Linked DNA regions of Pan troglodytes: regions 1 and 2 are each linked to region 3. The links are chromatin contacts, called in public Hi-C and HiChIP or PLAC-seq maps. All regions are on one chromosome and are shown on one strand. The core of a region is the stretch at or near the end of the contact, and the rest is flanking DNA. Distances in the headings are between cores, read along the strand shown. Region 1 holds the start of GOLT1A (golgi transport 1A). Region 2 overlaps SOX13 (SRY-box transcription factor 13). Region 3 holds the start of SNRPE (small nuclear ribonucleoprotein polypeptide E).

Region 1 (3,600 bases), core at 338-2,837, 350 kb before region 3:
TACCTAAGACTGAGTTCCTTTGCATGCACATCATACTTCTATATTATCTCCACCTTGTGCTCTCTAATTTGCCTTGCTATGTTATCCCTATTTCAATTAAGATGCTTTCCCTCTCATCATATGCAAGTACGTCTGGTCTGTTATTCCTTATCTAACAGTTTTTATTCTATGTTCACTTCCTGCTACTCTTTCCTTTTCTTGCATGTGTGTGATTTTTGTTTTTGCATAGAATGGCTCATCTTCTATTTCTCTTAAATTCAAACATATATTATGTGTGGGTGCAAGCAATCTGCCTATTTCATTTATGTCTTCTGGTAAGTCTTGCCTGAACATTTATATATTGAAAGACATCATGTTTAATTATAATTTATCTTTTTGTTTCTTTTTAAAAAATTATGTTAGCTTTCCTTGGTTTTGTTGTTGTTGTTTGGTTTGTTTTTTTTGAGACAGGATCTCGCTCTGCTACCCAGGCTGGAGTGCATGGCTTGATCACAGCTCATCGCAGCCTCGACCTTCTGGGCTCAAGCAATCCTCCTACCTTAGCCTCCCCAGTAGCTGGGACTACAGGCAGGTACCACCACATCTGGCTAATTTTTTATTTTTATTATTGTAGAGACAAGGTCTCACTATGTTGCTCAGGCTGGTCTCAAACTCCTGGGCTCAAGCAATCCTCCTGCCTTGGCCTCCCAAAATGCTGGGATTACAGACATAATGCATTTTGTATGCCAGGCCTATTTGCATTTTTAAATGATGTATGTAGATTAGTCATATCATCTTTGAAATTCATTTCTTCATTTCTGGACACAGAAGACATTGCAAAGTGGATGTTGGCTCTCCTGGCGTCAATGCCACGTCAGAACCACTGCTCTGCGATGGGAAAAAAGGATGTTAGGAACTAACTGCCTCTCTTTTTGCAGGCCCAAAGGACGAATCCATGTCTACACAGCTGTTGGGTAGACTAGAACCAGGCCCCCTAAATTGTCCAGTCCTGCCCCAACCCCAAATTCAGGGCTTTGTCTTCCATAGCTCAACATCACAGTCAGTCCAAAGCTTGGACGCCGCTTGGGGAAAGGAGGTCGAAGACCTTCATGTCTAACTTCCCCCATGGCGCTTTTGCCATTGATTTAACCCGATCTGGCTCTGCCATTAGGTCAACAACAGGCTTTGTGCTCAGTCGCTCATCGCCTCCCAGCGCCTAGCATGTGCAATAGCAGAGAGCAAAAAGCTTGACTTTCAAGATGAATTTAGTACATTCCCAAAGGGATGCGCAGATGCCAACTCTTCCCACACTATCAAACCAAGCAAGAAACTTGAGCACCCCCTAGATTCCAATGCTTCCACATACAATCTAAGTTTCGCGGAGCAGACGAGAGCCGCAGAACACCGCGCGGTGCGAGGAAAGGGTCAGGTGGGCGGTGCCTTCCCCGGGCAGGCGCGGCAGGTGGAGGGGCGGGGCATTGCCCTACCGGAAAACGGGAGGAGGGAGCCGGCGAGTAGAAGCACCTGCGTGGTGTGCGGGGGTGGAGCGGGGGCTGGAGGGAGAGTTAATGATTTGCCACAGGCTCATTTCCCAACTTAACCAAGGGTCAGCTTCCCGTGACCATGTGCCAGCTGCGTCCTCTGGGCCACGCTCCACTTGCCCGCTTCCACCCGGAAGGCCCCCCAGGCTGAGTGCGGCATGATCTCCATCACCGAATGGCAGAGTAAGTGAGATGAGCGGGGCTGCAATGGGCTATCCAGGCCAGGCTCCCTGCCGGCTGGCTCTCTCTCCCAGCTGGGCTCTCTGTCACCACAAGCGTGACCTCTGGAGCCAGGGGCTGGGAGATGCTGTGCTGGCACCCTGGGGCAGCAGGCAGGGTGGGGTGTGGCTCCCTACCCTCCAGCGGGTGGGAGTTGCTCAGGGCCCACAGGTAGCTAGAGGCTGGTGCCCAGGGGGCCTGGCAGGTTTCCCATTCACACTGACCCCTTTCCCATCCCGGGTTCTTAGAACTGGGTTGCCACAAAGGTGGACTCAGGAGGCCTCTGCCCATTCAGACATCTTTCCCCACACCATCAAGGTCTCCTGTGGCCCTGGGGGCTTCTTATAAAAAACTAAACTCCACTCCCCTGACCAAACCACCATACCCTCACTCCTAAACATCCTTCCCCTTCTTTTGGGGGAAGAGGTAGGGAGGAGGTCTTGGAACAAGTCTGGGGCCATGGGAAGAACCGTGGCTCTGTGGGCTTCATTTGGGTGAGTTACTTAAAGCCTCTGAGCCTTGGTTTTTCATCTGAGAATTGGTGACAACATTCTTTTGTTCACTCAACAGATTTGTCTCTGCTGTGTGCCAAGCACTGTGTTGGATATAGAGTGTCCAACATTAAATGAAACTGACTCCCTGCTTACATTCTAGAGAGGGGAGACAGGTAATTAACAGAAAGAAGTATATAGTATATCACAAGATGGTAAGTCCTCCAGATGAAAATAAAACAAGAGGAGGCTATGGAGTTCGAGGTAGGAGGGGTCGCTATTTTATATAGAGTGGTCAGGGAAGCCTCACTGAGAAGGTGAGCCTTTACTCAGATCTTTTTTCAGAGATCTATAGGAAGTGAGGAAGCAAAGCCACGCAGCTCTCTGGAGGGGAAATGTTCAGGAAGCAGGGACAGGCAGTGCAAAGGCCCTGAGGCATTAGCATACTTGGTGTGTTTGAAGAACAACAAGGAGATGGGTATACCTGGAGCAAAGTGAGGTGAGGGGAGAATCATAGGAGTTTAGGTCAGGGATGTCACTGAGGGGTCAGGACACTGGAGACTTATAGACTATGGTAATGACCTTGGTTTTGTGCTATGGTGTGATACGTTCTATTTCTATGTTTAAAAGATCATTCTGGGTGCTGGGTTGAGAATAGACTGTGGAGGTATGAAGGCAGCAGCAGGGAAGCCAGTTCTTTTTTTTTTTTTTTTTTTTTGAGACAGAGTCTCACTCTGTCGCTCAGGTTGGAGTACAGTGGCATGATCTCTGCTCACTGCAACCTCCACCTCCTGGGTTCAAGCGATTCTCCTGCCTCAGCCTCCTAAGTAGCTGGGGTTACGGGCACCCACCACCACACCTGGCTAATTTTTGTATTTTTAGTAGAGATGGGGTTTCTCCACGTTTACCAGGTTGGTCTCGAACTCCTGACTTCTCAAGTGATCCACCCGCCTGAGCCTCCCAAAGTGCTGGGATTACAGGCATGAGCCACCGCGCCCAGCCAGGGAAGCCAGTCCTGAGTGTGTGAAGGTGGAGGAGACCAAGGTGTTAGCAGGAGATTAGTGGGGCGTGGTCCATGCTGGATCTGCCTTGAGGAAAGTGCTGAGGATTTGCTGACGGTTTGGATATAGGGTGTGAGAGAAAGAGGAGTCAAGAATGCCTTGTATATTTTTTATCCTGTGCAATGGGAAGGGTTGAGTGGGGGGAAGCAGGAATTGGGCTTTAGATGTGTTGAGTTTGTTTGTGCTGTTAGACATCCGGGTGAGATGTCAGGTAGGTAGTTGGGTATGTGAGTCTGGAGTTCCAGGTAGAGGCCTGGGCTGGAGACAGAAATGTGGGAATAATCTGCATATACATGGTTTTTAGGACTA
Region 2 (3,769 bases), core at 193-2,692, 270 kb before region 3:
TGAGAACAGGCAGGAGTGATTTCTGGAACCAATCTGTCCCTTTTTCAGAAGGCCAGAAGGAAGAGCAGAAACTCAAAGATGAGAAGGGGGCACCCCTCTTAGCAGCCCAGTCACTCCGGCTATACCTCCCAGGCTGTGCACTGGGCAGCAGCTGCTCCAGGACTGCCCCCCTGCTAGTAAGTGCCCAGTGCCCTTAGGGGCAGCAGAGGCAACAGCAGCAGCAGCCTGCCAGGTGGACTCTGGTTGTTTGGCTTTTGCCTGCAAAAATCACCCTGGTGCCATGGCAACCACTGGAGCTGGCACCTGCAGCTGGAGCTTTCAAGGTCATGGTAATCCAGCATAGCCAGGCCCTCCATGGGCAGCAGCCTCGGGGGGTGCCAGTGGGGGCACACGGGCGAAAGAGGTGCCCAGGCATAGGGATGGTGCCAGGGCTGGGCAGGTAGGGGTCACCTGTGGGGTCAGGTGGTCATAGACACTACCTGTCTGGACTAAAAAGCAGTGTCCCCGCTCCTTGTTCCTCTCCGAGCCACCTCTGGAATTGAGGGCAGAATTAACACTGTGAAGCCAGCTTTGTTTCCAGCCTCCTGGGTCTTGATGCTGTTGCGCTGGAGATAAGTGTTGCAGTGGTGAGTAGGGAATGGCTGGGACAGAGCCCCCCTGGGTATTGTCCTGTGCCCCTAAGGTCCTGGCCACCATCTGTATGGGAAGGAATTAACAGCAGACATCATCCCACTGCCGCCTCTGAGAAAGCATTCTCCTTCCCCCAGTCCTCCAGGGGAGTGAGCCGGTGTGGTGGCAGGGAACACAACCCTGTCCCTCAAAGTCTGGGAGTTCCACCTTGGCTCGTTTCACTGCCACCCCAGGCTAACCAGCACTCCTGTCCTCCTGGCTGAGCACCAGGCCTGGGAGCCTCCCAGTGTGATCCGGGTTCCACCCCCTCGGGCCCCTTCCAGGACTCTTAGCAAAGAGCTCTAGTTAAAGGACACCTGGGCACATTCACCTTCCCAACGGGCTCTGCCCCTCGGTCTCTGCTGGAGACGCACGGAGGGGACGAACTTGTGGCCCAGCTTTCCTGGTAATGACCACAGCACTCTGCTCCTGGCCTCTCCAACCACCTGGCCCCATCCTGCCTCTCATGGGACAGGGGGTGGGGCTCCAGGACCCGATACTGTGTCTCAGCAGAGGGAATAAGGCAGGCAAGACAAGAGGACTTGGGGGAGGGAAGAGGAACTCAGGACCGACAGGTGGGAATGAGCCAGGCTGGGAGAGTCTTGAGACTGGCAGGACCTGGTTTGGACCCACCAGTGGAGTGGAGGAGGCCGGGGGCCGAGAGGGGAGGGCGGAGAGGGGAGGGCGGAGGGCGGAGAGCGGAGGGCCGGAGGGCAGAGGGCTGAGGGGAGTGGGAGGTGCAATGGGCAGCTCTCCATCGTGACCACTAGGGGGCAGGCGCCGCCGCCAGCTCCTCCTCCCACCTCTGCCTGCATCTTTTCCAGACATGGCGTGGGGAGGGCGAAGGAGAGGAGGCTCTGAGAACCCGGGCTGGGGAAAAAACAGCCAGCCCGCGTTCAGGATGCTCCCCATACCAAATGGCTGGGCCCTTAATTCTTGGGCAGTCTCCATTCCACACCATCCCAACTTTGTGGTCCTAGAATCAACCACACCTACCCTCTCTCACCACTACCCTCTCTCCAATCTAGAAATCCCTCCACCAGTACTCAAGAGCTTGAGGACTTGAGTTGGGAAGTTCACTCTTTTTTGTGGAAAAGGTGTTCTTTATGTCAAGACAGTCTTGAACCTCATCCAGGAGCTCAAGTTCTGCCTTATGAACTTTGTGCAATACTACACTTTGCCCACCTGGCAGCTTTGGAGAAAGCAATCTTGTCCTTTCTGTCCAACTCTGTCTTCTTTTCTAGAGGAAACACGCCTGACCCTTCTGACTATTCCTCTAAGAACAATGTGCACCAGGATCCCTCCTGTGCTCCTCCATGTGGGGTGCCTGCTTCAGGGCCCCTCCATTGTGAGACTTCCCTAGTGAGGGGGTGAGGAAGGGCACGCTACCCCTGGGACTAGGTCTGTGTGGGGTACACTGGACCATCACCTCCCCTGTTGTGAACACAAACCTCTATTAATGCAGCCCAAGTCCAACTCTTCCACAAGAACTACTGCCATTCGGTTTTGCTGTCCCCACTCTATACTGATGGGATTAATTTTTCACCACAAGATATGTCTCTCTAGAGCCTGGTTAATATGCATTTTTGAGGTGCTTCAGTCTGTCATCCGGCCCTTGCAGGCCTATTACTTCTCCTAATGTGATAACTAGGTCTGAAGTGTTCACTCAAAGCATGTGTCATGGATAGAGAGCCCTGAAGCATTATCATTAGAGACCCTGCTTCATTAATTAGCATCGTAGGGGCCTCAGATGGGCTTCAGGGTAAACCTTTGTGGGCACTTTTCTAAGAAAAGGATCCACAGCTTTCATTAGAGTCTCAAAGGGCTCCTTCTCTGAATGATAAGAACCAGGTATAAGGTTTAATCTTGTTGTCAGATGAGGACAATGAGGCCCCAAAGGAGAGACCTGGCTCCCACTCCCCAACCCCAGCCATGTGGCCAGTTCTAGAGAGACCCCGAGCTTCATGACTCCTATTACAGTGCTCTTACTACTGCCTTCTTTCTTAGGATCCGGGTGGCCTCACCTCGTCAAGGTAGGGGCATTCAGCGTGGGCTCTGTGGAGGGCATGTGTCACTCACAGGCTTGGCCTGGGATTCCCTTGCATTAAGCCGATTCCTCTGAGGCCCCAGGCCTGAAGCTCCTGCAGGCTGCCACCAGGGGACAGTGGTGCCCAGGCTGGTGGCATACTTGGGAATTCTGGACTTAGGCCAGCCTCCCTCCTCCACTGCACAAGGGCCAGATTCTGAAATGATCTGTCTTTATTATGTCATCAGAAAACAAAAAAATCCCCCGAGTGTAAACAGGAGAAATGTGCTGGTTAAGTTACTCATCATTATCTTATTATTAACAAAATAAAGCACTATCTATGTTTACAGTCATAAAAAAAGAAACAGCCTGGAGAGAAGTGGGGGCTTTGAGGATGGAGAGAAGACGGGGGCAGACACAGACTCCACATCTGGCCCTGTGGGATTTGGGGTTCCCATACTGATCCAAGGGCTGTTTACATCTTCAGAGTTAGGTGACAATGGGATTTGATTTCCTTAGGGAACAAACTTTGTGAAACTGATCAGAGGCTGAGATCCAGTCCCTAGTATAGAGTGGGGGAGGGGAGGGCAGGCAGGTGAGGGGCAGGGCTGGGTGGGAGAGGCTGAAGCCCAGGAGTCTTCTCAACCTCTTCCAAGAATGGGGAGCCCCCCACCCTGTGCTCATGAGGGAGGAATAAAGACCAGCTGCCATGGACAGCCCCTCTCCAGGGCCTCTGATGCTGGCAGGAAGGGGAGCACCATCAATCCTCCTGTCCCAACTCCCTCATGGGATCAGGTTGGGACCAGGGGCGGGGGCACCAGGACAAAGCCCCTTGGAGGCCGAGGCACATTCCCATGCTGATCAGAGCTAAAAATGGCTCCGTGGGAACCGACTGGCAGAGCCAGGGAGGGAGTGAAGGGGAGGGCAGGAGGAGGTCAGGAAGGCTGATGAGCCCAGGGCAGACCAGGGGCCTACACAGACCCAGAGAATCCAGAGGGCACAGGGGGCAAAGGACAGACACCAAGAAAGAGAGAAATAGAGGGCCTTGCAGAGAGACGAGGACAGAGAGAGACA
Region 3 (3,824 bases), core at 12-2,511:
CACACCTAACAACTAGGACAGGAGCCCTCAATTCAGGTGGTTAAAAATTATTATCACCTGAAATTAATGTTTTTCAGTTGTGTTATCACACTATAAAATTTAAGTTGCTAAAACTTCCCTCAAAGGAAAGCAGCTGCCACTAAACTCCTCTGAAGCTACCCCTTCTCTCTTCCTTTTTTCGTCTTTAAGTTTTCCCACAGGTATTAAACACACCACCTCTTGACATGGTTTAAGTTGGCTGGGTTTTTCTTCCAATGTTTCATCCTAAAGGGGAGAGGTTCCAATGTTCTAGCCATAATCACTACTAACAAAACTACTGATGCCCAAATACCATGGTCAAGTCTGCTAATAATACTTTTTGGAATTAAAAAGTATTTTTGATCTTGCAAAGTAATGGATACAATTCTTTGCATGTTGGGAAGTGGCATGGATACACACCACTTCATCACATTAGTGCTAAGTACTCCTTCCCCTCAATTACCCTCCAATCTCCAGTTACATCTATTTTTAAATTCTAGAACACAGCAATCGCTCAGGTTAACACAAAAAACTAAATCAGTTCACCTCTTATTTAAAAAGTAGTTACGAAACAAGCAACTTACGTACATTTTGTAAGTATCTGAAGATGAGGTTCTGCACCACAGTGGCTAAGGAAAAAATACAAAAGCAGCATAGACTCTGCTTCCTGAAACAACTGGACGACCCTATTCCCGTCTCACCTTTGTTTACTAAACGCGAGGTCTGGTGCTTACGCAAACAACAAGTGCCCAGCTGGGCATTCATTAGGGGTCTTCTAAAGACTAAAGAACATCCATTCCACTTTCATTCCCCTGGAGTTTCCCAAAACCGTTAACTCCCGTTTTCACTCCGCACCTAAAGTTCTCTTCCCTCCTTTTGCCGCGTCCATTCCTGCATTCCCCACGGCAGGGGTCCACCCAAGACCACCTCCCCACCATCACGGTTCAACTACCCGCGCTTTCTTCCAGTCTTGGTAGCCCCGGGGGCTCATGGGATGTGGATCCGTACTCCGCTATCCCAGGCCTGCTCTCAGCCTGCGCCTTCGCACCCCGTATTCTGACCCGAACCTCCTAGTCCTGACATCCCGCGTAGGATACGATGGGCTGCACCATAACCTTCTGCACTTTCTGGCCCTGGCCACGGTACGCCATGGTGGAATTTCACAAAGCGAACAACCGCACGCGGCCTCTGAGAGCAACTTCCGGAATAAAGAACCGGAAGCGGAAGTGTGAAGGTCACGCGGCGGCATGGGCGGCTCCTGGGAAATGCCCCTCTAGCCATGAAGTCACGTTTCTCCGCTGCATGGCCTCCGAGGGAGGCCAAACTGAGGCGGCTGCGCTGTGGAAGGTGGGCCGGTCCTACAGCGCCACTTGGAGGGAGGCGGGAGGAGGTGCCTTCGGTTGTATAGTGGCCGTGGTATGGGGAGTGCCGTCCTGTCTCCAATTTCTTTTCTTTTTTTTTTTTGAGGCGAAGTCTCGCTCTGTCGCCCAGGCTGGAGTGCAGTGGCGCGATTTCAGCTCACTGCAACCTCAGCCTCCAGGGTTCAAGCGATTCTCCTGCCTCAGCCTCCCGAGTAGCTGGGACTACAGGCGCTTGCCACCACGTCCGACTAATTTTTTGTGTTTTTAGTAGAGACGGGGTTTCACCATGTTGGCCAGGATGGTCTCGATCTCCTGACCTCATGATCCGCCCGCCTCGGCCTCCCAAAGTGCTGAGATTACAGGCGTGAGCCACCGCGCCCGGCCTGTATCTCCATTTTCTGAGTTAGCTTGAAAAGCCAAAATCGTCCCAGTGTGTATCTCTATGTGTAAAATGAGTTAATTTCGTGCCTTTCCTAAAGCCTATTTTGCTGGAGTTTAGGCTTGATAGCAGCGTTGTGGTGGAAAGGGTAGGGCGGCAAGGAGCCCAAACTTCAGGCCTCCCACCTCTGGCAGTCGGCCAGGGGCGGTCTGCATTCCAAAGCCAGATGCCTGGTTCCCTCCAGTTACGGATTCAACTCTCATCCATTTCGTGGAGAGTTACTGTTCAGGTGGCAACTGAGGGTGGCGATTTACCAGGAAGACGCTGAAATCCACATGCTGGGCGCAAATCCAGCTCTTTTAGAGTTGGGTGACCAAGGATAAATTACTCAGCCTCGCCATGTCTTGGCTTAGTTTCCAAAACGGAGATTATAGTAAAGATTAACTTTACTCAGGGGCTTGAAGATTCAATGAAATAATTGTCTATGTGTGCACACAGTTAGGCGTCAGCCAGTGTCAGAACATGTCCTTCCCTGGATAACACAGCTACTAAGTGGAGCAGCTGGAATTTGTTAGGTGTGCCTGACCCCAAAGTCCACCTACCTTTCCATTGTGTCATGGCTTGTGGCCTGGCAGAGATTTCATTTAATTGGCATACACATGTTATAGAGGAGGAAACTGAAGTTTAGACTTTTGAAAGGACTTGCCTAAGGGAACACGGATTAGGGCAAATGGCAGAATCAAAATTAGCTTTTCTGAGGGCTTCTGTTTAATGGGGATAATAGTAATAACGACTTCAGAAAGGGGTTGAGTTGAAAGTGATTTTTAAACTACACAAAGCGGCCAGGCTCACGCCTGTAATCCCAGCATTTTGGGAGGCCGAGGCAGGTGGATCAACTGAGGTCAGGAGTTCGAGACCAGCCTGGGCAACATGGTGAAACCTTGTCTCTACTAAAAATACAAAAATTAGCCATGCATGGTAGCACATGCCTGTAATCCCAGCTACTTGGGAGACTGAGACAGGAGAATCACTTGAACCCAGGAGGCAGAGGTTGCAGTGAGCCGAGATCATGCCACTGCACTCCAGCCTTGGTGACAGAGCGAGACTCCGTCTCAAAAAAATAAATAAGAATAAATAAATAAATAAACTACACAAAGCTGGCAAATGCATGGGATAACTATTTCCTTTAAAAAATTTCAGCCAGGGCTGGGCACAGTGGCTCATGCCTGTAAATCCCAGCACTTTGGGAGGCTGAGGCGGGCAGATCACAAGGTCAGGAGTTTGAGACCAGCCTGGCCAATATGGTGAAACCCCGTCTCTATTAAAAATACAAAAATTAGCTGGGCGTAGTGGTAGGCGCCTGTAGTCCCATCTACTCAGGAGGCTGAGGCAGGAGAATTGCTTGAATCTGGGAGGCAGAGGTTGCAGTGAGCCGAGATCGCGCCACTGCACTCCAGCCTGGGTGACAGAGCAAGACTCTGTCTCAAAAAAAAAAAAAAAAAAAAAAAAAAAAATTTCAGCCAGGTGCGCTAGCTCATGCCTGTAATCCCAGCATTTTGAGAAGCAGAAGCAGGAGGCTTGCTCGAGCCCAGGAGTTCAAGACCAGCCTGAGCAACACAATGAGACCTTGGCTCTACAAAAAAATTTAAAAATTAGCCGAGCCTGATGGTGCGTGCCTGTAGTCCCAGCTACTCTGGAAGCTGAAGCAGGAGAATCTCTTGAACCCAGGAGGCAGAGGTTGCAGTGAGCAGAGATCATGCCACTGCACTCCAGCCTGAGCAACAGAGCCAGGCCCTGTCAAAAAAAAAAAAAAAAAAAAAAAAGATTCCCTAGCTGGGTTTTGTGGCATGGCCTGTATTCCCAAGAACTAGGGGAGGCTGACGTAGTAGGACTGCTTGAGCCTAGGAGTTCAAGAGTGCAGTGAGCTGTAATGGCACCTATAAATAGCCACTACACTCCAGCCTGGGCAACACAGTGAGACCCAGTCTTTAAAAAAATCATCCCCCCACCCAAACCCAATAGAGTGTCATGTTGTCTGACTTTAAGACAGCGTGTTTATTTATTTT

The links. A called contact is a pair of places that touch in the nucleus more often than the background predicts. HiChIP or PLAC-seq counts read pairs in DNA pulled down with a chosen protein or histone mark.
Region 1: an H3K4me3 HiChIP or PLAC-seq map of stem cell-derived excitatory neurons shows a contact between it and region 3, with 7 times the contacts expected there. The contact joins the promoter of GOLT1A here to the promoter of SNRPE in region 3. A contact is called at or near these places in 1 of 7 Hi-C or Micro-C datasets (stem cell-derived neural progenitor cells) and 1 of 1 datasets of contacts at active chromatin or transcription factors (stem cell-derived excitatory neurons).
Region 2: a Hi-C map of stem cell-derived neural progenitor cells shows a contact between it and region 3, with 9 times the contacts expected there. The contact joins the enhancer-like site here to the promoter of SNRPE in region 3. A contact is called at or near these places in 4 of 7 Hi-C or Micro-C datasets (blood, induced pluripotent stem cells and stem cell-derived neural progenitor cells), 1 of 1 datasets of contacts at active chromatin or transcription factors (stem cell-derived excitatory neurons) and 1 of 1 other capture datasets (stem cell-derived neural stem cells).

Annotation. Positions count from the first base shown.
Region 1 is chr1:44,876,345-44,879,944 of NHGRI_mPanTro3-v2.0_pri, forward strand. It overlaps GOLT1A (golgi transport 1A), which reads left to right and starts at 1,588. Exons shown (of 5, transcript XM_016936683.4): 1 at 1,588-1,703. The coding sequence starts at 1,679.
Region 2 is chr1:44,961,024-44,964,792 of NHGRI_mPanTro3-v2.0_pri, forward strand. SOX13 (SRY-box transcription factor 13) reads right to left here. Exons shown (of 14, transcript XM_016936606.4): 14 at 2,988-3,769. Among named protein-coding and RNA genes, the nearest start is that of ETNK2, 23 kb to the left of the region's middle. Within about 2 kb of position 1,443, at least 4 of the 24 cell types and tissues checked have an H3K27ac peak or open chromatin away from gene starts, as enhancers often do. A contact at or near this core is called in stem cell-derived neural progenitor cells and stem cell-derived neural stem cells, where this site is marked.
Region 3 is chr1:45,228,679-45,232,502 of NHGRI_mPanTro3-v2.0_pri, forward strand. SNRPE (small nuclear ribonucleoprotein polypeptide E) reads right to left here and starts at 1,262. Exons shown (of 5, transcript XM_001158544.7): 1 at 1,116-1,262; 2 at 607-633. The coding sequence starts at 1,169.